Linked DNA regions of Mus musculus: region 2 is linked to region 1. A link is a contact called in public promoter capture Hi-C data. All regions are on one chromosome and are shown on one strand. Each heading gives the region's core, a stretch centred on a gene start, on an enhancer-like site or on the middle of the called end of the contact. The rest is flanking DNA. Distances are from core to core; before and after follow the strand shown. Region 1 overlaps Atp11a (ATPase, class VI, type 11A). Region 2 holds the start of Adprhl1 (ADP-ribosylhydrolase like 1).

What was found. Promoter capture Hi-C pulls out the DNA fragments that hold promoters and counts their contacts.
Region 2: a contact with region 1 is called in a promoter capture Hi-C map of stem cell-derived epiblast-like cells, with 2.2 times the contacts expected there. The contact joins the promoter of Adprhl1 here to the enhancer-like site in region 1. A contact is called at or near these places in 11 of 39 promoter capture datasets (the 3T3-L1 cell line, 3T3-L1-derived adipocytes, the C10 cell line and 6 more) and 2 of 9 other capture datasets (liver and macrophages).

Annotation. Positions count from the first base shown.
Region 1 is chr8:12,839,181-12,842,884 of GRCm38.p6, forward strand. Atp11a (ATPase, class VI, type 11A) reads left to right here. Exons shown (of 30, transcript NM_001293667.1): 18 at 3,646-3,704. Among named protein-coding and RNA genes, the nearest start is that of Gm15350, 9.1 kb to the left of the region's middle. Within about 2 kb of position 1,856, at least 19 of the 459 cell types and tissues checked have an H3K27ac peak or open chromatin away from gene starts, as enhancers often do.
Region 2 is chr8:13,252,606-13,256,412 of GRCm38.p6, forward strand. It overlaps Adprhl1 (ADP-ribosylhydrolase like 1), which reads right to left and starts at 1,557. Exons shown (of 7, transcript NM_172750.4): 1 at 1,213-1,557. The coding sequence starts at 1,423. It overlaps Dcun1d2 (DCN1, defective in cullin neddylation 1, domain containing 2 (S. cerevisiae)), which reads right to left. Exons shown (of 7, transcript NM_001024504.2): 7 at 3,358-3,807.

The DNA.
Region 1 (3,704 bases), core at 606-3,105:
TACCAAGATTGGAAAGTTTTCAGTAATGCATTTGCAATGTCATGTGTCCCCTCCGCTGCCTCCTCATTTGTCTGCCAGAGCTGGCTAGTTGATCCCTGTCATGTGGACTTCATCCCACTGCTGATCACAATTTCGAACTTTCCCCATGGACTACTAGATCTTTCACACTTCCTGCAGATCTAGAATTTAATCAGAGATGTGGTGGAACTCCTCAGAAACCACTTGTTCTTTCAGGCTGTGACTCTATGTCATTCACTGATTTGCAACAGTGCTCTCTGCCTAGGGCCCTTGGCTACTCAGGGAATGTGTTGTCTGCCCCCTGTTAACTGCTTGTGCCTGGCTTCTGGGCCTGTTCATCCATTGTCCTCCTCCTGACCCTTCAGAGTCTTTGATTGTTACTGCACCTGCCTTAGTTAGCGCTCTATTGTTGTGGTAGAACACTTTGACCAAAAAGAACTGGGAAAAGAAAGGTTCACTAAGGCTTACACTTCCCAGCCACAGTGGGCCAGTGATGTCTCAGAACTGACATGTGAGACACAGATTCTTTTTGTTGTATGTTCCCTTCCTCCTTAGAGCAACTTTCTTTCCTTCTAAGCAGCACAAATCAAGAACAAAGACAGACAGGGAAAATACAGATCAACCCTAACACTAATTATGTAAAAGTGTCTGTCTATGAAAATGTTCACATCTGTCTTCAGGCACATCACATCACCAAGCAGAATCCAGAAGCATATTGACAGGAGACATAGAATGAGCTCATTTTGACCCCAGAAACAGAACATTTCATACATGCACCCCACTCACACAGTCAGAATAATAGGCTTGAGACAAATGGGTCTTGGCCCCCTGAGCTACAGAGAAGGGACCTGGCAAAAATCAGGGTCTGTCCTTAATTTTGAAGTAACAGACAGGATGAGTAGATGCACGTTTCCTTGGTAACAACATAGACCCTGCTCCCAAGACAGTGTGGGTGTCAGTGGGGAGCACTGGAGGCATCCTCGTACAGCGTACAGCGAGGGAAGTTTCACACCTCAGTCACTCATTGAGAGGCCTGCCTGTGTCCCACTCAGCAGGGATTTTAACAGGTAGATTCTCTCTCCCCAGACAGATCTAGGTTTGTATCAAGGTGACTAAACCCAACCAGGACAGCATTCCTCAGACGGTCCTAGAATCCTTAGACCCATCCTGCAGGTCAGCCCGGGAGTTACTCAGCTTAAACAAGTAAAGCTTTGTACAAGTGAAGGCAGTTGTAGGAAATGCTGAGAGGACCGTTGCTTGCTTCAAACCCAGTTTCTCCTCTGGTCGCTTGTTTTGGTATGTTTAATCACAATTAAGAAATTGATGCCAAATGTAAGATTTTGAAGCCTTTACCCTCTGTTTTTTCTAAGAACTTTATAGTTTTAGCTGTTAAATTTAAGACATTGATCTTACTTTATGTGTGGTGTGAAGGGAGTTGTCTTATTTTCTGTTAAGTGGGTGTCATTTTTTGGACCCCGTTGTTGAATGGCTATTTTGTTTTGCTTTGTTTTCCCTGTTAAATGATCTTGTTTCTCTTGTTAAATCATCTGGCCAGAGGTTCCAGGATGTTTCCAGGTCTCAGTTCCATCCTGCTCCGCTCTGGCTTTCTCTGTCTGTCTGCACTCCAGTTCTGTGCAGTTTACTTTACTGCCATTTGCTAGTAAGCCCTGGAATGAGACTGTACGCACGGCCAGCTTTATTCTCCCCTAACCCTGCTGTGCTGTTCTGCAGACCTTACCATTCCCCTTGAGTTCCTGCGAGATCACCATTGGGAGTTCCACAGGACCACAGGATCTACACATGGCTTTGGGTAGTGTTGTCATCTTAACAAGAAGTGTCGCAATCCACAGAAGCAGATGTGTTTCTGTTATTTGGCTCTTCTGCGATTTCTTCAGTGTTACATAGTTTTATGTGTGTTAGTCTTTTTCCTCCATGGGTACACACATTCTTGAATATTTTCTTTCTGATGCAATTATGGGTAGAATGTTTAAAATGTCTTCCCAAGGTGAGTGTGGGAGCGTGTGAGACGCAGCTGGCCCGCTGTGCTGATGTCACAGCTGTGCCATTACTGCAGTCATACAGTAGCTCTGGGATTTCATGCAAGGTGGGGTGTGTGTTCTTTATGACATCTGGCTGTAAGATCTGGTCCTCTGACAGAGTTTGTGTTGCTGAGCTGTGTTCATCCTAATGCAAAGGCAAGAAGTCCTGCTGCTCTTCACTTTGGAGCAGTTCTTAGGGAGCCGCTATGAGCACACTCTGGGATGCTTCTGCAGTTTTCCGTTCAGAGCATCTCGTAGGTCTCCATCTGATAACGTCACATGTTACATTACACATGTTACATTACACATGTTACATTACACATGTTACATTAGCCATTTCCTATGCCGAGTCAGGCTGCCATTCGGGGAGGAGTCCTGTTCAGGGCATGCGGACCTTTCATAGCTGTGGGTTCCGTCAGCTAGTGCTGCTGAGGATTGCTTCCTCTGTGTTTATAAAGGCAGGCCAGCACTAAGTATGACTGTGTTTTGTACAGCTTGGTAGTGTTTTATATAGGACTTTTTGTCATGCTTAGCAAGAGGCCCCTGTGTCACCACAGTAGAAAGTCCCCTGAATACTTGTACAAACAAAGGCCTCTTCGCTTCTGAAAGCTTTACTTACTGCTCAAAACACCCTACATTCTGGACAATTCTAGATCATTCTCTTTAGAGACTCTTCCTGTCTGATGATCCTTCTGACTTGTTAATGAAGCAATGTACTCTGCCTCTGTCCCCTCCCTCCTTCCCTCCCTCCCTCCCTCCCTCTTGAGGGATTATAAGAACCATAACCAGTGGGGCAGTGGGGTATGTCCTTCTCACCAGATAGGAGATCTAAGAAGTAAAATTGTGACCCGAAGAGCTGAGAGAAGTGCTGAAAACACAGGAAACAGTTTTCAAAATCTAAAATCCAGAGTTTGAAATGCTTGCTTAGGAGACCTGTGAGTATTACACCGTTGTACATGGATTAGGGTGAAGGAGCAAGAAACTCCCAAAGAAACCCCACCAGTGCCTCCCACCCAGTGAGAGTTTGCTGTGTCTTGGCAGGGGGAGGCGCAGTGGCAGGTCTGTGCATTGCACACACTCCACATGTGTTAGGTCCCCTCATCCCTAAGGCTTATTTAATATCCCCTGTACCCAGCATGAGGGTGAATCACCTTGTAGTCTGCCATCTCCCAACTTCAAATACTACTACCACAACACTGCAAACTGTTATCTCTCAGAAGCTCAGTTGAGTTCTGTATCTGTTTACAGAACAAACAGATTCAAACAGAATCTGTTTACCGTTCTACAGTGCATGTGATTGTCCGTATTGACCAGGTTCATAGGTTATGGTTCCACAGTGTACATGATTGTCTGTGTGGAGTAGGTCTCATAGGTTACAGTTCTGCAGAGCACATGACTGTCTGTATTTCATGTAATTTAGTAATCCCTAGAGGGTGGCTGGGTTATGACTCATCCATTCTCTTCAGAGATGGGTATAACGATGGTCTGAGAATGTATTCAGCAGGTGTCATGAGATTCACATTAGACACTGGAATGCATTCAGCAGGTGTCATGAGATTCACATGAGACACTGACTTGTGTTGCACAGGAAGGGCTGCGAACCCTGTGTGTTGCATACAAGAGGCTCGAGCCAGAGCAGTACGAAGA
Region 2 (3,807 bases), core at 307-2,806, 410 kb after region 1:
CAAGTGCTGGGATTAAAGGCGTGCGCCACCACGCCCGGCTTCTGACTGTAGTTTTAAGTCCTGTTCTCCAGAGGTTGTGAGCTGTGGTGTGCTCTGAGCTGTACTATCGACCATAAAAGCAGATAAGTATGCCCCCAAAATATGAGAGGAAATAAAGATTTGGAATTCATAATACTTTCGAAGCATCTCGATCCCCGTAGTGTGGTGAAAGCACCTCAGCAGTGTGCTTTCTTCTGCCTCGTTATTCAGGGGCAAGTTGATGATATTCCTATACAATGACCACAGAATCCATAAATACCTGCGTTTCATCATGAGGTACACTCAGAAAGATGCTTCACCATTTTCAACAAGCTGTGACACCATATCTTATCAATGTGTGTCTGCTCTATTTAGAGACACGGCATTGGTGGCATTCCTATACAGTGACCACAGAACTAAGCTGGGCGTGCTCACGACAGACGGACAGAGCAGGGAATGCGTATGTGGGGTCTGTTGGCTCAACTGCTGGCCTCAGGCCTCAGTTTTGCAACGATGGCATGCCAGACCTGCAGGGTATTACCATCACACTGTGTCGAGAAAAGACACACGGCGCTTGTATATGGGCGCGTCTCTGAAATCCAGGTAACATTTTGTTGATTTTAGCTCCTTAGGAAACAAGCTTTGTTCTTCCATGTCCAAAACTCTTCCTTAGACAATTTACTCATAAATTACGCCCAAACTGGATCGCTCGGACAGACAGCTCAACCTTAATTATTTGGATCGGAGATGCCACCCCCAAACAATGTTATCTCAGTGGGCCCACATTTCAAGCTCTTCTTTATAGACTTAGAATAAGATGCTCAGCCTCTGCAGTGCACCTATGTCTGTCTGTGCTTTGTCTCCCCCACCCCTGCCCCGCCCTGCAGAGCAGCTCCTAGAGGGTTGCTCACCTAACACAGAGACAAGCGAACACTGTTCAGAACCAGGAGCTTAATTATCTGCCAAGGGCTGCTGTCCCCTAAAGACACTCAGGAGAAACATGACCTGCCCGCTGCCTCTCAGGCTCCAGGTCTTGGGGGAATATTAAATCCCTGCCTTCAGCAACAGTGTCAGGTAACACAGGGCTCTAAGACACCACCTTCAGGGTTCTTGGTACTGGTTTGCTATCAACCCAGGTGGCCTGTCTTTCTACCCCAGCACACTTGGAGCCACGAATACGCCAGTCAGTCCTACCTGTGGTCAGGGCTTCAGCAGTCGCCATGTGCATGATGGTGTTGTCGCTCACTGGCCACCTCCCAGGTGAGAGCACAAGGCTGTCCAGCCCCCCTGTCTTTTGCAGCTCCTCCTGGATTGAGCCTAAAACGCTGTTCTCCCTGCAGATGTTTCCATAGCCGAGGGCATCTCCAACACTCCCCAACAGCATTGCAGCCTTGAACTTCTCCATCTTGGAAGGTGACCCCTCTTACCCTGCGGTTGCCTTTGTCCTCTCCTGGCCACCCTTAGCCAGCCCCGCTGACATTTATACTGGTCATTGTATCACCATCCAGCACTCTCCAAATGACCAGGCGTTCCTTCCCTGCCTTGGCAGGTGGCACCAATGAGATAAAGGCTCAGAGCTCACCACGTGGGAGCTGTTTGGGACACGCTGGCTCTCCAGCAAAGGAGTCTGCTGGCACCAGTGTACACCCAGCCAGCTCAGCCCAGCTCAGAGCCCGTGAGCTGTGCTACTCTGTCAGCACCTTGGTGAGTTGTGCCCCCTGCTGGCAGAGCGACATACCACAATGAGAACATACTGCTCCATCCCGGTTCCTTGACCATCTGCTCTGCCCTACCTTCAGACAGACACACTCCTTTTGCCCCTTCTTGTCTGCCCTCTTTCACTCAGCATAAAACTGAGGCCCACCCATTGTAGTTTTATGCTTTTAGAAAACTTTTCTGGCTGGGCAGTGGTGATACACGCCTCTAGTTTCAGCATTCAGCATTCAGGAGGCAGGGGCAGGTGGATCCCTGAGTTTGAGGCCAACCAGGTCTACAGAGTGAGTTCCAGGACAGCCAGGGCTACACAGAGGAACCCTGCCTCAAAAACAAAACAAAAAAAACAAAACAAAAAAAAAACCAACAACAAAAAACAAACAAAACCCATCCCTTATTATAAAATTGAGGGCTGTGGGCTGCAGTAGACCCGACAGAGCAATGTTACCTAATGTATACAAGGCCCTTGGTCTGATCCTCAGTTCCATTAAAACCATGACATGAGAGAAAACCTTACAAGAACGAGAACTCCCAGCTCCTGTGAAAAAGTGTTCTCTCACAACTTAGTGTCCAGTAAGGGGCTCCAGTGCTAACCTTTAGTGATGCGTGTCTATACAAACAAACTTCACTTGTTGTAAACATCACTGCCTGCTCATGGAATTATTAAATAATGAGGATGGATAGGTGCACTTTATAAAGCCAGGCTTCTTGGTTTGAAATGACCTAGGTCAACCACCTCCCTATACCCTGTCTCAAGCACAAACCTTGCAGCCTCAGACATTGCTGGCCCTCTTGTGACGTAAATCTGTCACCCAGAATTGGCAGTGCATCACTTGGACTTAGAATACAATTGGAAAGAACTTTAGTGTGTAACAAGACGCCCTTCCTGCTGGCCCAACTCTCAGTCTGAAGCAGTCCCACAAATCCAGAAGGTACATAGCTCCCATCCAGACAGACAAACAGCAGAAGCCAGCAGGAGCCAGCTCCCACTTACGGTGTACCAACTTATGGACAAGTGTGACCTGGCTCAAGGAGTGAGGTCCAAGGACTCTTGGGAGAGGCTTTGTTGTGGATGTTTGGAAACCACTTCTACACTATTCGGTCAAAATCACACACAAGATAAGGCTGCCTCACTAGTCTGTCTACCTGACATTCACAGAGCCCCTTCTGTTACAGGATGCTAGGCACAGCAAAAGAAGCTGGGAAGTTGACTTCTGCGCCCACAGAGCATCAAGTATGAACTGCACTGAACATTTAAACTACCACAACTCAGCACCTACGTCACTTAGACAAGGAGTATGCTGTCTCCTCTGGGAAGTGGAACAGATTACATGCATCTCCTAAACCTGTGGTGTTGGGTAAATATGTTCTAGATATAATCTTAGCTGTAGTAGCATATTCTGATAGACGGCCCCCACATTCCAGCATATTGGGCAGAGAAAGCGACCTGGAGGGATGGAGCTGTCTGTCTGTCTCCAACATGCTACTTACCTGGTGAGGATGCAATGTGGCAAGGGCTTGCTTGCTGTCACTACAGAGGCTCTTTCTGTTGCTCCAAGACAAAGCCCAGGACCTTGATGTGCACAGGTAGGTATTTGTGCAACCAAGAATAAAGGACATCACAACACCAGGGAAAATATTTTATTTACTATGTCTGAAGTTTTCAGCATTTCTGTAACATGCACAATTCAAGTGTAAATAAGAGAACAGAAAGCACAATTGTTTAAAAAGCCTTTATCAATTACTGGTATGTCACAGCCTATTGACAATCCCATAGAACTTAACTTATTTATGCTTGTTTGCCTATTTGTTTTACTGTGTGAGTACATGTGTGTGGGGAGTACATGCATTTCATGGCACATGTGTGGAGGTCAGAGGACAACTGGAGAAGTCACTTCTCCCCTCCACCACGTGGCTCGCAGGGACTGAACTCAGGCTGGGCAGCACATGCCTTCACCTGCTCAATCATATCACTGCTCCTTTCCCTGAAGAATGTTAAATCTTAGAAATAAGAATGTATTGCAGACCTTCAAGATTTAGTTCTTTGTATCTATAAACTTCTCTGAACAGAAGTTA